Regions from separate parts of the Anas platyrhynchos genome. Here region 2 is linked to region 1. The links are chromatin contacts, called in public Hi-C maps. All regions are on one chromosome and are shown on one strand. Each heading gives the region's core, a stretch centred on a gene start, on an enhancer-like site or on the middle of the called end of the contact. The rest is flanking DNA. Distances are from core to core; before and after follow the strand shown. Region 1 overlaps LOC110353630 (a long non-coding RNA gene). Region 2 overlaps SENP5 (SUMO specific peptidase 5).

Region 1 (7,469 bases), core at 4,924-7,423:
GAGCTTATTAGCCCACGTGGATGCCAGACGGTTGATCCAGCCTCATTGTACAGCATCATCTCTGGAGGTTCTTTGCAGCCCTGCAGTTCTATGGCTTTGTGATTTGATAAGTAATCTTACAATACACTGGGTACTTTATCCTCACAGCCGGTATTATACTCAGTGCTTTTCATATCCAAAATGGTTTTACAAAGTGTATCTGAGTAACTGTCCCTTGGAGGCAGGAAGAGACAAACATTGCATTTATACAAAATATAATCTTGGAATAAACACCATTGCCATTTTAGTATGGTAAACGCCATAAATGGACCTGATTGCTACAGTATAAAAATGATCTCTTGCAGTGAATATGCATTTTTCCCTCTTTACTGTAGTTTGTAGTTATATCCTTGTCTTTCAGCTGTGGTCTATGGTATACCTGGACAGTAAATTGCAAGACCAGAGAGGAACTGCTTTGATAGAAGTAACTTTAAGTAGTGTCAGTGAGAAATGACGCTATGGCACAGTAGTCAGACATTTCCCACGTTTGAGTGTTGTGCTAGGCATCTTAACTGAAAAGATTATTGTTAACATTATGTCTAATGTTGCTAATCTGATAGTTCACATACCTTTTATTGATTTTGTTTGAATTGAGTTTGTAACTGTTGATTTGGTCTTAATTTATATAACCAGTGGCCAAATGCACTGTTTTCTCAGTAATTCTTGTGTTACAGAGAGCTAGATGCAATGACAGTAACTGAGTCTGGCAGTCTACCATCTGGGTACACACTAATAAAATAATCATCTGCATAATTTTGGAATTCATTGCAGATACTGGGGGAAAAATGTATTGGGTTTGATCTCAAATTGCAGACAGCCCATTAGAATAATAATGATACAAATAATTTCCCCTAAAATCCTGGAATGGTCTCTGGTGGGATTTGTTTTACATGCATCATGAAGCTGCCTATGTTAACTTTGCTTTGATATCAAAGGTAAATAGAGGGTGAATGATTAAATAATTTCTATTCAGTTTTGCTGAAAGTAAAGTTTCACTCAGTGTAAAATGAACAATTTTGGCTCTTTATTATAACAGTAATGTGGGGGGCAGGGTCCTTTTTCTTGCATCACTAATTGATAAACTAAATTAGGGCCTACAGACTTCAGCCACAATTGGGTCCCAGTGTTAGGACTGATATATGTTTGTAAGGAGAAGACAGCTCACTTTCCAAAGAGTATACGCTCCTTGGTCTTTTCTGCATTCTGAAATCAACTGTAACTCACCCCAAAGCTGCCCCAAATGAATCCAGGAAAAGTACTAATTGCTTAAGAAGCATGTCTCTGCCAGAAGGTGTGTTTGGCTCCAGCACATCAGTACTATGCTTTATTCAGGAGTGACTTCCACTATTCAAGTCCAAGGACTCATTCTGCAGCTGGAGGGCCCCCCCATTAGGTTATTTCCTAAGTAACTGGTTCCGTTCTCAATTGCCACTCTGTCTCCATCCAGTTTATCTTTACCTAAAACCCTGGAGGGGGTGCAGCAGTGTTTGTAGAAGAAGTGTTGGAGCAATGAGCCAGACCGTTTGGTATCATCGGTAGAGTGAGACAGGGACTGAAGAACTACATACAGTTTTGATCTCAAACACCACACATTGAAACTTCCCATCCACTGAAGTCTGTGAAAAGAATTATGGGAGTGAAAAGTAGGAAAACCCATTAAATTCCACTGAAATTAAGTAAGTTGGAAGAGCTTGTAGGAAGGCCAGCCCAGAAGTGATGTAGATTTTGTTTGTTTGGTTGGTTTGTTTGTTTGTATGCTTCTTAATGTTAAAACAACTATTTCTTATTTATTGGCAGGGCTATTGAGCCTGTCCCCTCAGATTAAGGACAATGTGGGGTAGTTATACCTAAAGATTGCACTCAGGTTTTTGGCTTTTGGATTTATGGAGAGGGCTTGAGTTGGGAAACCAGTCTGGCCATGTTGGAAGGGGCAACTTACTGGAAAATTATCAAAGGCAAAACATACCAAGGCAGTGTTAAATACACTTGCAGAATATAGGAAGCTTGTGGTAGGAGAGATGGAAGGGCAAGCAGCTTTTCCCAGAGTAGATGTTCGAGTTTGCTCTGTAACAAAGGACAAAGAAATCTGACCTAAAATGGAAGAAGAAAGGCATCCATGGTGTTGAAGAGAAGCTACTAGGGCTGAAGAACCTGAGCCTACAAACAAAAATGCTTCTGGGTAGTTAGGAACTAGGGGAGGTGCTGTGTATGGGGTTAAGCACATTGTACCTGTAGACAAACTCTATGCTTATAATTTTTAGTGTTTAAAAAGCTGTGTGAAAACCATACCAGTCACATGTCCCAGACAGGCATATCATGAATTCAGGGCTTTGTACCATCAGTGAGGTGGTGAACGTGTTGTGAGAGGACTGAGGAGACGGGGCTGGTAGCAGGTATTTAGCAAAAGCTGCCACTGCGAGGTGTTCTGCAGCCGCTGTTCCGTGCGTGCGGACCGATGCCAGGAACCATGCCTAATGCTTCCCACTCGCAGCAAGCTCAGGGCAGCCTGGCAGGTGTCCATCAGAGGTGCTCAACCACATCTGTGACGCTGTGACAGGTTGGGGAAAGCAGGGCAGGCACGGAGAATGGAGCAGGCACAATTCCCACGTCTGCCCCTAAGGCATGGCTTGACGTTGCCGGTCGGCTGATGTAGGGGAGGTCCCATCCCCTGTTCCTAGCCACAGCCTCTCACCTTTCCCTGGCATTCCTCTGTCATTCATCTTGCCATGCGGTGAAGTGATGCAGGGAGCCGTGCCAGCAGCACATGAATCATTCATTATGGTAAGGTTAGTGCTTTGGCAGACCGAATCCATGAGTTGGGCTCACAGAGGTCCAGTGAGCGGCTCTGCTGGCACAAGGGAAATGACAGCGGCCAGCCGGAACCTGGATAATCTGCCCACTGAGTCACCGAATCATAAAAATTCGTTTGGAAGGGGTCTCCGGAGATCATCAGGGCAAAGCGCCGACTCGAAGCAAGGATATCACCAGCACTACAATGGTGGTTGGAAGCACCAGCTCTTCTCAACTTGACTTTCTTTGCGTGTGAAGCAGGGGAAGCTGAGGGACTGTTCGGTGATGTATCTGGAGACCTGTGGGTGAAAATACTGCCTTAGCGTGAAGAACTTCTAAGACCATGCAATAATGTTGGCTGCTAAGCGTTGGAATTGTGTTTTTCCTGGCCTTCATATAAGTTTTGTGATATATGGACTAATGTGTTAGGTGCAAGGCTGAATTTGAGTATTGAGATTTCTAAGCAAGACTTTTGAAAAAAATACAGTGATGTGTCATTGAAGAAGGGGTGATAAACAGCCCCATATATTCATCTGTGCCTCAGTAGGTTTAACATTAGTGGTTGCCTGGAAGCTGTTCCTAATGGCTGTCATATTTATCTACCTAAACACAGTGATGTCAGAAAAGAGGGACCTTCTTTGCTCCTTTATAGTAGCCGTTTCAGACTGGAGCAGTTATAACCAGTTCCTTTAAAAAAATATTTACTTTTCATCAGACGTTTACATAACATGTTCTCCAAGGGAACAAATACTGTGTTTCAACATAGTTTGAAACATGAGAGATGGAAAAGAAGTTAATGAACAACATTTAAGTCAACATCAAAGCGCTTTCTTTCTCTAGTAAATACCCAGACCATCACATTATGTTGCAATAACAAGAAGTTCATGGTCAGCCTCTTTCAGCTCACTCTTTAGTACGTTTTTGAGACCACGTGCAAAAATCCTGAACTGCCCATGAAAGAGTTAACTGGAGTCAGGGAGCATTAATGCATACATACACCTTCAGCTGACCCCCATCTTCTTTGAGAGGTTCAGGGAAGACTTATGTTTAGATATTATAAATTATTTTTTATTTTTGTTTAAATTTTTATTTATTATTTATATTTTATTATTTTTATTATTATAAATACATAAGAAGGGAGAGCCCTAGAAGCCCCTCCAGAGGAGGGAAGAGCCTGGTGAAAAATACTGTGGGGTTCTTGTGAAAAAAAGACTGCCAGGCTAGCAAGAAAACAAAGGGTTGGAAAGGAAGAAATACTATAAGGCTGAGAACACTTCTGGTATCCTCAGCCCATGGCACGGGTCTTGCCTTGGAGTGCTGGGGAAGCAACAAAGCTTGTTTTCCTGTCTGGGGATGAGGATCTGCCCCTACAAATCTGTAGTCTTTGAATCCCAGCTGGCTGGTGTGAGGACACTTCACTAGCTGAGCAGACCTGAGGCTCAGTCAACTAGATGACTGAGTCTTGAGAAGAGCTACATCTTTGTAGACGTGCAGGTGGACTTTGTGATCCATACACGGACAGTCCCGAGCCATATAAGCCTGCCTTGAGTAGTACACAAACCTATTGCTGCGGCTTTTCATTTTATCAGAAGCTGTAGTCTTGCTCCGACTGCAGCAGGAATTAGCAGCAAACTGCCTGCATTCCCCTTCCCTGAAGAATATAAAAGCTACTGGCAGAGGTAGAAAAGAAATTACCACAGCAAAATCTGGAGAGCTCTGTGCACTTTCATGGGGGGAAGCAGGATTTGGGGACAAGGTGCTTTTTGACCCAGAACTCCAAGAGACTGAACAAGTGAAATTGTTTATCCCAGGCATATCTAACAAATGGGACATTGGGCTTGTGGTTGGAGAACAGCAAATAAAAATTAACAATATTTAAAAGTACAAACCACAGGGCTGCTGAATTTGTACCAGTAGCATGTAAGGAATAGCATGAGAGAGGGAGGGAAGGGGAACAAGAGGAAAGTGAAATAAAATACAAGTTTTTACCAACATTGGGTCGTGTCACACTGTTATTTTTAAGATGCTCCATTTTGATAGCCAGAGAAAACGTAGTAGGTGTCCTAGGTTTTAATGAAGTGTTTGATAGCTGCCACATGGGGAATTACTGAAGATATTACTTATGTGTTACAATTCTGGCTAAATGGCAGACAAAAATATGCTCTACAGGAAGGAATAATACCAGCTTGGAGGAGTGCTAATAGTGAAGTTTCCTGGTTATCTCAGGTTAGTCTTAAAACAGATCCTACTTTAATATATTCATTAATATCTTCAGCACACAGGTAGCAATGCACTTATGCAAGTTGCTTGTAATATTTAGAGGGTACATGAATAAGGAGGATCAGGATATTCTATGTGATGGGCCAGGTGACCTTGAGAACAGGAGTAACAGAAGTGGAATGAAATTTGACAAAGAAAAGAGGAAAGCTGAGCCATGTGGTTGGGGAGTTAGTGCTGTAAGCTCATCAGAAGCATACATGAAGGTACAGGAAAATGTGGGCATTTGGCCTGATTTTGGGATGATTGGACTGTCAGCAGGAGGCGTCTGAAAAGAAATTCTGTGTCTGATGATGTCTTGAGGAGCAGCAGACAGGGAAGTGTGAAGGCTACTGTTGAAGGAACTGGCATGACACCTGCAGCACCATATACTGGCTGCTCCTCCCGAGCTTCAGCCTATGTGGGTGTAGGAAAAGGCTTCTAAGATGGACAGAGTCCCTTAGGGTCCCTTATGCACAAGTAGACTAGGGAAGTACAGTTCTTTTATTCTCGTGAAATGAAGAAAAGGGTGAGTAAGAGCAAAGAAAGCTTTTGTTTTTTTCTTAGTGGCATGGTATATCCTTTCAGACATTGTTAGTCACTAAAAGCTGGACAGATTGTACAGTCTGTCTGTCTGAAGCAGAGCAGTTCACCCATGCTTCCTCAGCCCGTGTTTGTGTTGTGCAGTGATCTGGAAGCTCCAGGCACAGGCCTGTCCCTGTAGGCCCAACAACAGCCCTCGTTAGAGCAAAGAGTCCTAATCAGACCCATCTTTAAAAAAAAAAAAGAAGTTGTGGAGACAGGGAACGGCAATGTGGTGATAATTCCATCTCCCCTGTGTGGGAGGCCGGCGTGCAGTGACTGCAGAGCTATTAGGTATTTGTCTATGTATCCCTTCAAAAGGAGGGGTGGTAGATGCAGATAAAAAAAATCTCGTCGAAGATCTGCCATCACAGATGGAAAAAACAAATGGATGTAAAGTCACGTGAGTGTATACCCCATGCAGACCCTATGGCAAGGCAGATTTACGTACTGTGTCAGTAAGGATATGTACCTAAGTGCAATGGCTCCGAGTCGCAGGGGAAGGCAGGCCTGCAGCCTCCATTTTACAGACATGGGCCCGGAGTGACTGCCGGTGTCAGTGCTGTTGTACCAGTTGGCTTTCGGCCCAGTATTTTGGTTTGCTCGACCAACTATCTTTTCACCTTTGCTCACAAACAGCAGCAGATAAAAGTTGGCCGTCTCTGTGCTCTTGCTGGGGACTTAATCCCCAGCACAGGCTCACTTATCGGACCTCTGTACCCGAGGCAGCGTTAATTGGCGCGGATCCACCCGAGCGGAGGTCCCTGGAGCTATGCTGATTTCTACCAGAGAGTGTTCTGACCTAGCCACTCCATTTCTGTATGGAAAAGAGCTAATCAGATGATTCAGCGAGCTTAAATTAGTGATAAAAGATAACTCTCTGCTCTATTCATGAGCTGGAACCATATTTGTTGTGTGAGTATGTGCTGGGGAGGTGAGAAAGTTGTTCCCAAGACACCGCGATGGATTTATTCCATCTCCCCGGCTCTCTCGGGCCAGGCCGTGTTTTGTCTACACGCCGTGTTCACGTGTGAGATCCTGAGTGTCGGTGTCACAACCCCTGCTTAAGTGGCCTCTATTTTTATTAGCCTTACCTTACAAGATAAATAAATAACCTAGAAAGATAAATAAGCGGCAGCACAAAAAGCACAAAACCCACAGATTTGTCAAGGTGCAGTACCGACTCACCAACAGTAGATGGTACTAAGACATCTCCGGTAACAGCATTTTTCTGATGGATTTGAAAGGCCAAAAGAGGCTTAGATCTGAATCCGCTAAAAATCATACAAGCCAAAGGCTGTAGAATATCATCTCCTCAACATCAGAGGGTGTTTAGCAGCCCAGTCACGGCCATATGTCAGTCTGTTGAGCTTTGCTGAGTTCTCAGCTGAAAAACGACCATACAGGAGAGTGGCAGGAAGCAGAGCGGTTGTTATGAGACTTTGTGAATTTTAAATCTATTTTCAGGAGTTCATAAAAAATTCTCTCTAGCCTGCACTGGAGAAGCACTCTGAAAAATTATTGCAGAGATATGAAAGGCCAGGGTGGAAGACTTCTGAAATGCAGCAGCATAGGTTTTTACTCCTTGCTTTAACCTTTTTTTTTACCCTAATGATGTCTTCATTCTTGATCTTAATTATCTCTGAAGGAAGTCCTGGTCTCTCCTTCCTATGCATATAGGATCCTGCAAATGTCATTAAGTCACATTGTTTCGCTGCACTGGGGAGCCCAGGGAGCGTTTCTGCCATCCTCCTGCATGTGATTGACACAGATTTTTGTAACGGGTAGCAGTTCACCTGGAC
Region 2 (7,630 bases), core at 425-2,924, 98 kb after region 1:
TCTTACCCCAAGAAAAATGTACTGAGAAGATGTCATTAAAGCTAATGAGAGTCCAGGCAGCTGCAGCTCATTAGAGATTGCCTGGGGCCAATTGTAACTGAGACCTTTAAATATACATCATAGTCAAATAAACAACATCATATTCGATCTGCAAAGTCTCTATCAGTTCCTGCATGGGCCTTATCGCTCAGCCGCACTTTTAGCTGAGAAAATGTTCCCTGTTCAATAACAAACTCGGAAGCGAAGGAGCCCATCGCACTTAGGAATGATGCACTGAGGAATGGGGGCGGGAGGAGGGACCTCTTTTTCTGAAAACACCATTTGAAGCTAATTGATTGCAATGGTAGGAGACACTCGGGGCTGGAGCTCTCCGCCCTGCCCCAAGGACTGTGGGAAAACAGGTCGAAGAACCTGCAAAGATGCTGAAGATTGGTGCTTTGAGCCGTGATTGAGCAATTTTGTTGTTGTTGTTGTTACTCCTTTCTTTGGCCCCGGGGCATGACTTTACTGTAAAAGAAAATGAGGGGTTTCTGACAGCACTTTCCATGTGTTGTTGTTACGAAGCATTTAGCGAGGAATTAGGGATTTACAAGTGGTGGGGGGGTTCCCCCTCCATCGGCAGAGCCCCCAGCCCGGCTTCCCGTTGTCGGGAACGCCGCTGCTGCTTCCTGTGGGGCCGCAGCCGTGGGCAGGCTGCGTGTTTCCGTGCGTCCTCACCCCAAATAGCTCCACGTGTGATTATTAAGTCCTTATCTCCGCAAGGAGTCACTGACACCGGGCGGCTTTCCAGGGAATGTTGCTCCCTTAATAGGCCATTACATCTCGGTAATAAGGGCTAAACTCTTCTGGGGGCATTTAGTTATAAATTAAGTAAAATAACACCACCGATCCTGCCCTTCTCCCCGTGCTCGTGAGGGGGTTTCTGATGTGGGTGCCTCCGACGCTGCCCAGCCAGGGACGGTGCTGGGATGTGCAGCTCTGCCTGGGTGGTGCAATGTCCCGTCCCGGCGCCGCCTGGGCGGCTGTAAATAACACAGATAACAATAAAATGAACAGTGGAGAGGCCGTGGCTGGGTTCATTGACTCCTGGCCCAAGAGCTGCTTCCCAGCGGAGGTCTCTGCACGCTCCCCCGACGCAGGGCGTCTCCCCGCTCCGTGCCCAGGACCTCCATGGGGTCCTGTTCAGCTGAGCACCCCAGGATGAAGCTGTGCCAGCGCACCCCAGCACTGCTCTGTGGAAGCACCAAACTGCCCTGCAGCTGCCTCATCGAGGATTAGGACTGGCACGTGAAGGACATGGGTGGCAGCAGAAGGAAAAATCAGGGACCAGGGGCATGGGGCCGGCCACACCTTCCCAGCCAAGCCTCACCTAACGCTGGCCACCTGGAGCAGCCTGGAGCTGGGGCAGATTGGCCTCATCCTGCCCACATACAGGAACACCTTCCTGCTTGCTGGTGCTGCCGGGTCAGCTTTGCACTGGGGTGGGATCCCAGGTGCTGCGACCCTGACCAGATGGAGAGCTTGTGCGCAGAGCTGGGGGTGGGAGGCAGGGGACCCTGCGAGCTGCCGGTGCTCGGGACGTGTCCCTGTCCCCCGGGAGCCAGGCACCAAGTGCTCCCCTGCTGCACGCCGTGTCCTTGGCCCTCATTAAGAGGAGGCTGCAGCTGCACTGGCCTGGGAAAGCCCCGCGGCCGCACGGTGTGCTTGCAGCGGAAGCCGCAGCGCTCCGGCTTCGGCTGGCTTTAAAGCCCCAATCTGGGGAGAGCCGCGCAAACCCTTCCACGGAGACCCTCCCATCGACCGAGAGCCAGGTATATTGATTTAATTTGCACCTGTGCATTTCTTGGCACGGAGCAGCCCGCTGCAAGCCAGGAGTAAATTCACTTAGGAGACTTCTGGCAGCAAGCTGCCCCGGCTGAGCTAAACCAGCGCGGAACAAAAAGAGTTCAACGCGCTTGGCTCCACGTGAGCCGTGCCTTCAGCCCTGCCCTGAGACGGGCGAAGAGAAAAGGAGGTGAAGGATTTGGGTGAAGGGTTGTGCAGCGTGCCACCTATGCCTCCTTACGGCAGCTCCTTGCTGCTCCCAAAGGCAGGGGGGATGCCCTGGAGGACCCCCCAGACCCCTCCTGCAGTGAGGGAGCCTCCTGCTGCTGACCTCCCCCTGGGGTCTGGGCAGCACCGTGGGGCTGTGGCAGGGTGCTGAGGCTCATCCTTGAGGTTTCATGCTCTGTTCCCTTCTAATCCCCATTTTCAATTGCTCTTATGTCATTTGGGCTAGAATTTTCCAGACGTGAGCCCCTTGAAAAGGTGGCTCTTTCCTTTCCCCCCCCTCCCCCTTTATTTTTTTTTGTAACCAAATGAAAACATCCAGCCAAATGTTCTGGCCGTGTCCATTTTCTTTCTTCTGCATACATTTTTTTTTTTTTCAGTGAGTATACAGCGAGCACAGATTTTTCCCATTATGCATTAAATACGGGAGAGCGTCACCTTTCCTGCTGCGGTGTCAGCGAGGAGAGGGCCCCTGGCTGACCGCCGCGGAGCTGGCAGTGGCAGGGGATGCTGCACCCACACCGAGCTCGGCTTCTCCAGCTCACCCAAACGCTGACCCCCTGTGGAGCCCTTTGGGTGCCCAAAAAAACTGCCCAGGACCCAGGCTGCGACCCTTTGAGGAAGGCACCTTGCAGAGCCATGAGTGCTTCTCCTTTATTAATTAATTCTTTGTGGAATCGGAGCAGCGGTGTGGGGGGCTGGCTGCTTTTTAGCTTCAGCCTGGTGTAGGGGCAAGTACAAAGCCCTCCAGATGTCTGAAGGCACTGGTTTCCAAACAGTGTTGGAAAATCAGCATTTTCAGGGCTTGTCGATGTTTTTATGCTGCTGCTGCTCATCCTCTCCCTGCTGCAGAGAGCTGGTCTCCCCGGTGAAGGCACCTCATGAGCATCCCTGCTTGGCTCACTGTGGCGCAGTGGGGCTGGGCAGCGCCCATCTCCGACCCCACAGAGGATGGTTCTGCAGCTTCTCCCTGGCAGCAAAGGGGTTAAACCAGTGGGGTTGAACTGGGGGGCCGGGGGGTCCCATCCGGGTGTGTGGAGCAGGATGGAAGCAGCCCCCCCGTCCCCGCCACCCCTCTCCATGATGTCACCTCCCCGCTCTCCCCGCAGAGGCGTTAAACGAGCCCACGTGCTAATTGGGGCCACGCAGGTGGGCAGCACCTGGAGGGGCAGGGGGGGTAACCTGGGGCTGCTGGGGGACCCCAGCCCCGCTGCCCGCCCCACCGGCGCCACGTGCCGCCCCCAGCCACCGCAATGCCCCGAGCAGGCGGTGGGCGAGGGGGGATCGCTTTGCAGCTTGGTTCTGCTTTGCTTCTCGCTTCCGACACCTGACGGGAATCTGGAGCAGGCGGCGGCTGCAGAAACTCCCCGTTACATTTTCCAGGCGTGAGCGGGTCGCCTGACGGCGCAGGGGTCGCGCGGGGCAAGCCCCAGGTGGAGGAGGCATTACTTCCCTGTGCTTTTTTTTTTTTGTGGTGAGGACAAGCACAGGGCGTCACCGCTGTGCCTTCTCCGTCCCCGTGTCGGTCCCCATCTGACCTTCGCACGCTGCCCCCACTCGATGCTGCTGGTGGGTGTGGGGTGGCCCCCAAACAGCCCCTTTCCTGCAGCCTCCCCTCCTCTGCAGAGCAGAAACGCGCACAAAGGAGGATCCTGCGTTTCTCCAATTAATGTAATTAAGAGAATTAAACTTTTGGAGAGAGAGAGTTTTTCATTTTCTTTTTATTTGATTAGGGAAATTCCCACTGCGTGCTTTGTGCAAATGAAAGCCAGGCTCCTTTCCATTGTTCGGCGGCCCCGGGAGGACGCCTTACCTTTCAATCTCGCACGCTAATGTGTTTAGAGTTAAAATCCCCCCCGCCCCGGGCAGCCGAAGGAAGGATCCCGAAGCCTTGATTAAAGCACGGCTCCCCAAGCCGGGCTGTGCACGTGGAGCTGATGGCGAGTGCCCTGATCCTGCGTCCTCACCTGCACAGCTGGCCGAGCCACAACACCACGGCAGGGGATGTCCTTGAATCCTGGGGCCCCCAGCCTTCCCACCCATTTAATACAGGGCAGTGCAATAAATGTAGGCAAAAAGGAAAAACAGGAGAGATTTGGGGTCGGGTACCAGTGGAGAGCTGTCCCGAGCAGCCTGCCCGCGCTGGCTCCGGTGACAGGGAGTTTTCTGCGGCCCCATCAGTTGGTTTGCCCCATGATGCTGAAAAGTAATTATTTTTGTCAGCCTGAATATTAAAATCGTTTCTCCACGAGACTGGGTTTAGCTATCAAGGTTACTGAAAAATAAAACACGGGGAAAAGTCTTTGTACAATCCCACCGTGAGGCCACGGGAACTTACGCTATCCCACAAGTGCTCAAAAATTACGAGCCAGGTCCCCAAAATGAGATAGGCTTAAAAATCAATAAGAATAAAAAATACATTATGGCTTTTAATTTTTCTTCTGCTTTCCGAGCTTTCTGGGCACACAGGGGACGTGTTACACGTTAATGAAAGCTGCTATTCTCATCTAAACACAATTTCAGGTGGTCGTAACTTTGGAAACCACAGGAGACGTCACCAGGTCCACGGTGCGTGGCGGGGCCGGCACGGCCCACCGACACGGATGGATGGCAACGGGAACCAGCGTGGAAAGGGAAGAGCCCTGGATGGAGAAGAGCAATCCAAAAATTGGTGCAGAATAGCTCCTTGAGCCCCCCTGGGATTTCTCGGAGTTTCTCGCTGCAGGAAGCACATCTAGAGCCAGCCAAACCATCTCCTTTTCTTTTCTTTTTTTCCCCCCAGCAAAAATCTGCTGACCCAGAGCCTGGGTTTTCCAGTTCCCCCCAAGCAATGCACTGAGTCGGAGATCCGGGAGTGCTGCCTGGGATGGGGGAAACCACAGGACGGCCCCTGCAAACCGGGTCCAACTTCCTCCATCCGTACCCCAACCAGGTTGGGGCTGGGTCCGGGGGTGGCAGAGGGGGGATGCTGCAGAGATGTGAGGCTTGGGGTTCCTGGGGTTCCTGGGGTTTGTCGCCCACCCAGGAAAAGCCATGCAGATCCCCCCCAGCAGAGGAGCAGGGCTATCTCCATTTGGCAGAGGGCTCTAGCTCTCTTTTCCCCTCCAACAGCAGAGTGGGAGCTGCTCCCCATGGTCAGGAGCTAAATGTGAGGATTTAAAGCCCATCAGGTTCCTGGGCTCACAGGGCACAAACCTGATCATATAATTTTTTGATTAGGGGATGTATTTTTCTCCATTAATGCCTAATTCCCCCAGGGTCACCCACAGGAGGGATGCCATGGGGAGGAGGGATGGGTTGGGCAGTGCCACGCTGGCTGGTGGCAAGTCATGGGGACCATGGCACGGAGAGCCACAGACACACCTGGAGGTTTCCTCCCAGCCCTCACCACCCTCTGTAATTCATCCCCACGGCAGGGACACGCTGGGGACAGCCCCACGGTCCCACGGCTGCTGCTACCCCAAGCATCTGCGGAGGGGAAAACTTCCCAGCATAACACCCGCAGCCTCTCAAGTAAATAGTCATTAATGTTTCACTCAAGGGTTGTAGCCTTAATACGTAAAATCTGTTCAGCTTTTTTAATTCCTGGATCGTGCTGTGGAAAGTCCTCCCCAGCTCGGCTCCTGCCTTTCCTCCCCCAGCCCGTGCCCCGCGAGGGGCCGCGGCCCCAGGGTGGAGATGCCCTGAAGAGGGCAGCAAGGCCACGGCCACGCATGGGACCACGAGTGGGGTGCCCAGAGGTCCCACAGAGTGGCCTTTGAAGCTAAATGTTGGGTTATTTTGTTGATGGTGTTTGTGTTTGTTTATTTTTTTATTTTTTTTTATTTTTTTTTTTTTTTTAAGAGAGCAGGAGGGGGAGAAGAGCTTTATAATAAACCCCAAATTAATACGCATGGATCTTTCTGCTCTATCAGCATTGTGCTCACTGCAAACACCTGTGGTTACAGGCAACCCAGCCACCCTGGCACTCCTCAGCCCCTCGGCCCCCAGCTGTGTCCCCCCTCCCAGCCCCAGCTGAGCCTTTTTAAGGACCAGGCACGACCAGGTTGGGTTTTTCTGATGGTGTGAGCTGCATAAGGTAAAGGCGTTATTTTGGGGGGTTTCTGTCTTTTTTTTGGTGCTTGTGTCCTTCAACCAGGCAGTGTCAGTGCTACTCTGTGGCTGCTCAGTTGATTGCAGAGAGGAGATTTTGAGCTGGGGGCCTCTGAGGCTGGGTACTTGGCTCCCCACTCCTGGGTGTGTGTGCCCTGGCTGGGGCTGCCGTGTAAATGTGCAATTACAAGAACAAGCAGTTTTTTCCCCAGAGATCTCTTGGCCTCAAATTAAGGAGGCTGAAGCTCTGTCAGAAGATGACGGATGTCACCAGGAGAGGCACTGATGAGTGGTGGGGAGCGTGGGGTCAGGGTGCTGCAGGTGGGCGAGCTGCATCGTGCCACGCTCACCTCCTGCCCCGAGGAGGTGGGCATCCCTGGAGGATGGGGATGTGCAAGCTGGGTGCCCCAGCTGGGGTGGGTGAGGATTTTGGGGTGGGAATGGAAAGGCCCTGCAGGTTCCTCATAGCTCAAGCTGGGGAAACACAACGGTTGCTTGATGTCTTTGGGGAGGAATCAGCCTTGAAAGGGGTGTTTGTGAGCTCAAAGGGGAGCGATCAGCAGCAGTGATGTCCACCTCACAGCTGAGGGTCCTCAAGCATCAAGGTGAGGCTCCTGGTGGGTGTAAGCAGCCCCAGAGCTGGTGGTTGGATGGAAGGAAAGGTCCTGGGCAGGTCTCGCCCTGACCTGAGCACCTTGGAGGATGTACAAAGGGAGCTGTGTGCACCGGAGAGGCAGGACAGAGCCCGCAGACAAGCTGGGGGAGGACTGGGCTGAGATCATGTAAACTCTGCAAAGGTACGGGATGTGAGAGCGAGGCATGAAACGCACGCAGGCAGGCGGCCAACAGCAGCTCCACGTCTGCCTGCAAACGCAGGGGGCTTCAAAGGAGGAGGGGGGAGAAGCGGCGTGCCTGGTGCGGCAGCGGTGCTGCGCGGGGCGTAGGGCTGCGAGGGAAATCCCGTGCTCTTGCTCAGACAAAGGTTTTCCATGCAACGAGGTGCTGGGCTGAGGGTGGCCGGAGCGGGCACTGTGAGTGTGTGTAATAACCTGCAGTGTCAGCATCCGGGGGGGCCCCCGAGAGTCAGCGCCGGGTCCCCTCTTCTTGGAGCCCGGCCAGCCCCGAGCGATGCTTTCCAGTGCATGTGGTCAGGCCGTGTGTCAGGAGGATTAATGATAAAGGCTTCTTGGGGCTTGAAGAGATCTGGGTCTAATTTAAAACCAAAACAACACGTAGAAATTGAGGAGGAGGGGAGTTGCTGTCCTGAGGCGAGCATGGGATGCAGCTCATCACGGATCCTATCTTGCAGTAACATGTGCCAGGACCTTCAGAGAAGGTACAAGCAAACACCTGGTACACAGGAAAAACCCAGCCTCCCAGGGGTGCTTTCTTCTTTGTCTTTTGCTATTAGTCATTAGCTCATGCTCCGAAGCACATGGCCTTATCTCCCCTCTAGGCATCTTCCTTTTATCTACCTTGACTCATGGAG

The links. A called contact is a pair of places that touch in the nucleus more often than the background predicts.
Region 2: a Hi-C map of skeletal muscle shows a contact between it and region 1, with 3 times the contacts expected there. The contact joins two enhancer-like sites. A contact is called at or near these places in 2 of 8 Hi-C or Micro-C datasets (liver and skeletal muscle).

Annotation. Positions count from the first base shown.
Region 1 is chr9:9,000,153-9,007,621 of IASCAAS_PekinDuck_T2T, forward strand. All of the region lies in intron 5 of LOC110353630 (a long non-coding RNA gene), which reads left to right. All of the region lies in intron 1 of LOC106018674 (a long non-coding RNA gene), which reads left to right. Among named protein-coding and RNA genes, the nearest start is that of AHSG, 12 kb to the left of the region's middle. Within about 2 kb of position 6,174, at least 3 of the 8 cell types and tissues checked have an H3K27ac peak or open chromatin away from gene starts, as enhancers often do.
Region 2 is chr9:9,102,402-9,110,031 of IASCAAS_PekinDuck_T2T, forward strand. SENP5 (SUMO specific peptidase 5) reads left to right here. Exons shown (of 10, transcript XM_038183432.2): 10 at 4,573-4,973. The coding sequence ends at 4,731. Among named protein-coding and RNA genes, the nearest start is that of SENP5, 56 kb to the left of the region's middle. Within about 2 kb of position 1,675, at least 5 of the 8 cell types and tissues checked have an H3K27ac peak or open chromatin away from gene starts, as enhancers often do.